Regions from separate parts of the Siniperca chuatsi genome. Here region 1 is linked to region 2. A link is a contact called in public Hi-C data. All regions are on one chromosome and are shown on one strand. The core of a region is the stretch at or near the end of the contact, and the rest is flanking DNA. Distances in the headings are between cores, read along the strand shown.

What was found. A called contact is a pair of places that touch in the nucleus more often than the background predicts.
Region 1: a contact with region 2 is called in a Hi-C map of an unstated tissue, with 5 times the contacts expected there. The contact joins the promoter of ndufaf4 here to the enhancer-like site in region 2. A contact is called at or near these places in 2 of 3 Hi-C or Micro-C datasets (skeletal muscle and an unstated tissue).

What each region holds. Positions count from the first base shown.
Region 1 is chrLG16:3,271,960-3,274,659 of ASM2008510v1, forward strand. It overlaps ndufaf4 (NADH dehydrogenase [ubiquinone] 1 alpha subcomplex assembly factor 4), which reads left to right and starts at 1,389. Exons shown (of 3, transcript XM_044168800.1): 1 at 1,389-1,578; 2 at 1,728-1,825; 3 at 2,493-2,700. The coding sequence starts at 1,443.
Region 2 is chrLG16:3,187,899-3,190,598 of ASM2008510v1, forward strand. It overlaps nt5dc1 (5'-nucleotidase domain-containing protein 1), which reads left to right. Exons shown (of 12, transcript XM_044168796.1): 7 at 1,901-2,075. Among protein-coding and RNA genes, the nearest start is that of LOC122862928, 31 kb to the right of the region's middle. Within about 2 kb of position 1,358, the one cell type or tissue checked has an H3K27ac peak away from gene starts, as active enhancers do.

The sequences.
Region 1 (2,700 bases), core at 139-2,638, 84 kb after region 2:
TGCAGAAATGTATGCTTTACACTCGAAAGAAGAACCATCTATTATTACATAGATCTATAATTAGATATCATATATATGTGATTTCCTTTAAAAATTCTTAATGAAATACATCTCCATAGCAATTTTTAATATTGCAAATTACCACAATCAAGTCAATTCAAAGAAATTCAGACAATGAAACAACATTGCAGTCATTGTATTTTAAAGGATAGCTCAATTTAGTACGTTGCTATAATCACCCAATCAAAGTAAAATTCCAATTGATTAAAGTAGGTTATTATTGGAGGTTAGTCAAATGATCATTCGATTTTTCATCATTGACCATATTTCATACCTATGTTTCACACACAAGCATTGTGTTGTGTGTCTCTGAAATCCCAGACATATTGACCTTGATATATAGATTTTAATTTTAGATTTTGAATTTGTATTTTATTTTTATGTATTTTTTCTGCCATGTGCACCAGTTTCCCTTCTTTGGGGGCATTTTGCCTTTATTAGGCAGCTATTGCATAACGTTTGGCAATAAGTAATGTTAATTAAAGCTGTAATAATCATTTTTGGCCAAAGCATGTTAACAAATAGTTGCCTATTCACACATCCAGCAGACAGGGAGCAACTTTAGATGTTGACGTTTTGTGGTGTCATAAACCACTAAGCCACCGGACACTAAGCCCCCCCTGTCACTTTTAATGTTACAATTTCATATATTATCAAATAATCTAAGACCAACCGCACATAGTACTGAGAGATAATAAGTATTAATAGTAATAATAATATAACTATAAGGTGTTACGTCAGAATTATCAGAATCAGTGTCAGCTTTCAGTTTATGTACACACAAAGAATTTGACTTTTTTTGTTGCCCTCAGTGTACTGACACAGAAATAGAAATACAGCTAAAAACAAGGACAATAAAGCTGAACAAAGGTAAATATAAACATTTAGTTATAATTTTACATATAAGTAGGTGAAAAAAGATAAATATATATATCAAAAGTATCTATAAACAATAGAACAACTACATACAATTATGACATAAATTTTGAGATTTACTAAGTCAAACTTAGGAGATAGTTAAGTTTGGACTTTCCCTAATTTCCTAATTTTTATTTGGTAAATCAAAACTTAGGCCTACTATCTCAAAATTATGACGATTCTCATAAATGTGACTAGTTTCCTTATAAATTCCATTGTTGAGGACTTGACTTGATTTTTGACCATGTCTGAAATGTGTTTCCATAATAGATAAATAGATAAGTAGAACCTTTTTTGTAATTGCGTACTTTGAAAATAAAGAAATGAGGAACATTACAATCTTCCAACCACATGGTGTCGCTGTTAATTGCTGTATTCGCCTCTCCATTGTGAAATGAACCTTCTCGCTCACCGTCGACAGTTTGACTAAACTTTATTGTTAGGTCTTTGGTAATTTGTTAAACATGGGGGCACGGGTTGCGCGTATGTTCAGAAATTTCAACCTAGAAAACCGGGTACACCGAGAAATCTCTAAGGAAAAACCGCTAGCGGCACCCCGACACGCGGTTATCCTCCCGCCCTCCGCCGGAAGTTCTGAAGGTGAGCGTCTGAAATGTTCGCTAATTTGTGCAAGTTAACTGTCTCCTGACCAGACTGACCTCAGCCTCACACGTATCGTTAACCATTTAAGCTTTCCAATTAAACCTCTGGAACAGTGTCCCTGTTGACGAGCATGTTGTGTGTTTCAGTAGTGGAGACAGCGGACTCAGTCAACCAGAAGAACGACCCTCTGCTGAAGCGCCTCGAGTCTGTGTATGTGGAGTCGAAAGATCCAGCAGCAGCAGAGGTCAGACTGGGACACTGACTGTCAATTTGTATGAATGGCTCTAATGATACATGGTGCTTTATTTGATTTCATTCGAGAGTATTCGCATTATAAGGCTATTTGATTATTAGGCTACAGTGACATTATGGACACTCTGTCATCTCTAGCTTTTTGTCTCCCCCCCTTTCCCATAGCAGAGTGAAACAGGACCTCACTGAGGCAATAGCTGCTAAATGTTCATCAGCTAGTTACTAACTTTGTCTGCTGTTTGGTACAGAACAGGTAGTATACAGTCGGTTTATCAGAGCTTTTTTTAGCTGAAAACAGCTGCCTACCTCTGATAGAAACAAGGCTGATGAGAGCAGTGAGACTGAACCAGAACAGTAAAGTTGCGGGACAGAAAACTAAAACAAAGAGCTGAAAGAAGCTAATATTTCTCTGTGGGTTTGTTCACTCCTTTATTAAATCTGGCCTCATATTGTTGCTAGAAGAAAGAACATGAGTCATTAAGGAACCACAAATATCCACAGCGAATTTAATGGATATTCAGCCAATAGTTTTTCAGATTACATAAAACAAAGTGTTGGTTACAGGGAAATCTCTTCACAGTCACGTGTGTATGTTGCCTAACAACAGTAGGGGTTTTAAATATTTTAGACTCCTTTCCTTCTGCTTAATCTTCCCACAGGCATTGAAGGAAGTGACAGTGGGTAAAGAAGCGGAGCGGCGGCCGCTGAGGTTCAGTTTACCAGGAGACCCGTATGGCTTGGTGGAGCTCACAGATGTTCCGAAAGGCAAACTGACCATCGCTGAGGCTCTGAAGGCCCTGAGCAGCCACCAGCGTATGCCTCAGACGTGGACGCCGGAAAAGATCGCTCAGGATTATTCTCTTGACT
Region 2 (2,700 bases), core at 108-2,607:
AAACTACAGTTTAAATTAACTGTGTAAGAATGTTGACCATGCAGACATCGATATATTTTGTAATTTTTAAGCAGAATCCATCCACTCAGGGCCTGTTCAACATATAAACCCAGCATGTAAAAAGCCTTTAGCCATTGTTCACCCTTGGCTCAATCTATAAACATTTAGTTTGTAATGAGAGAAATGGAAGCATGTGTCCTTTGATGTCTCATAAAAAGAAAAAACCTCATTGCTTATTTTAAATTTTACGGGCTTCGGTGAAGAAGCTAATCCATTGTTAATGGTTTATTTCACCCATCTAAAGACTCATCCAAAGCTCCAAAATCAGCAGGAATGTGATAGCTCCAGTCAGTCACAATAGCTCTCCTAGCTACACTAACAGGTAACAGGTGTGTCTTAAAGCTTGGTGACATAGTGGCTCCTTGCAAGGTCAAGCTAGCCACATACATGCTGTAGGGAAGCTACTTTTAAGCTGTAGCTAGTGAACCTACAAGTTACTCCTCACTGGCAGTAGTTAAGCTACAGCAACACTACACTTGTTTGTGTTTTATTGAAAGTACCAAGCCAAAGTGTAAGTAGTACACTTTTGTGCCACCATGAGCTTCAATGCTCCTTGGAATAGATTCTGGAATTCTTCTTGAGGGTTTAACAGAATTCTTCCAAAAGATATTCCCTCATTTGGTGTTTTGATGATGGTGGTAGAGAGTGTTGTCACACATTGGTCCAAAATCTCCCATAGTTCTACAACACCTACATCAGAATGCTGTTTGTTGATTTCAGCTCAGCATTCAGCACAATCCCCTCCATGAAACTGATTGTCAAACTTAGCATTCTGGACTTGAGTAATACACTCTGCAACTAGATATTGGACTTGCTCACAAGCAGATCCCAGACAGTTCCGATTGGCGGTCACACCTCCTCCACTCACTGGAGCCCCCCAGGACTGTGTGCTCAGCCTCCTCCTGTCCACGCTGTACACGCATGACTGCAGCCCCCGACATGGAGAGAACTCTGTTGTGAAGTTTGCAGACGACACTACCATCATCGGCCGGATGACAAACAACAATGAGGATTCATATCAGGAGGAAATCAACAATCTTGCAGAGTGGTGCACAGAGAACAACCTACTGCTCAGTGTCAGCAAAACCAAGGAGCTGATCGTTGATTTTAGGAAAAAGGAGGCAAAGACACATACTCCGGTCTACATCAGTGGAGCAGAGGTGGAGAAGGTTTTAGGTTCCTGGTAATCAGCATCATAGAGAACCTGTCATGGTCATCACACATCTCCACCTTGGTAAAGAAAGCTCAGAAACAGCTGTATTTCTTAAGGAAACTTAAGGCAAACTTCCTGTGCCAAGTTCTTGTTAACTTTGAGAGATTAGCATCCTGACTGGAAACATTACACACAGGCATGGGATGTGCACGGCCCAGGACCGGAGGGGCTCTGCAGCAGGTGATTAAAACTGCCCACAACATCATTGTTACCCGTGTAGTGAGCATCAGTGATATCGGTGAGGTGAGGTGCCTGCGCAGAGCCCAAAGGATACTAAAATACGATACCCACCCCAGCAACAGCCTGCTCACCCTGATACTATCTGGCAACTGTATATATTGGTTTTATTTTTATTCTATTCTAATTTCAAATATTCTAATATTTGTATATATGTTCTGTGTGTGTAGCTTGAAGGGGGCTCCAACTTTAATTTAATTGTGCAGACTTGTTTTGTAGAATGACAAATAAATGTACCTTGAACCTAGTTCAACTGGGTTGAGATCGGTGACTCTGAAGACGACAGCATATGATTAATTTTTATACATGTCACAGACCATGAAAGTCCCATCTGTATTGTGCCTTTAAGATCAAAGCCGGTTGTCTAACTGTGTTTGTGTCTCTATGCAGAGGATGCAGGGACGTACTTCCCCAGTGTGAAGAGGGACCCGGGCCGGTACCTGCAGCCCTGCTCTGACTCCGTCAAGACCTGGCTGCGCAGCATGAAGAACACTGGGAAGGTCCTCCTCCTCATCACCAGCTCCCACAGTGACTACTGCAGGCTAATCTGTGAACACATCCTGGGGTAAGACTGCCCACACGGGGACCACAGACTGGTCCTCTTCTTAACAAGACCAGGACCTGGGGTCTCATTTATAACCGTTGTGTACGCACAAAACAGGGCCTGAAAGAGGCGTACACCACTTCCCACGCAAAAGTTGTGATCTATAAAAACAAACTTGATGGGAAAATGTGCACACCTGTAATTAAACTCTGACCCACCTGTCAAATTTCCACCTTCAAATGATATCCCAGGGTGGGGGATACCACTGATTGACGCGACCATTTTGGCAAGGTGAAATAATCAGTCTGATTGCTGTAAACATATAAATACTGCGGTGACACTCAGGACAATGCGAATGGAAGGATCGGGAGGGAACGAATGTTCAGGGACTATGAAGATTAGCTGGCCGATGATGATGACTGGCTAACATGACAGTAATGTTACATAACTTGCTAACACACAATATACTGTATGTACCTTGTTTTTAGACTGCATGGAGAAATTAAAACTCACCTGTAAGACTTAAAACTCACCTGGAACAAAGCATGAATGCTTATAGTGGGGAACATCAGGGACTGTATGACTTCAGCCTAGTAGTGAGTTCAGCCTCTTGTGGCCGAAATGGGTATTACAACAACAAACATGC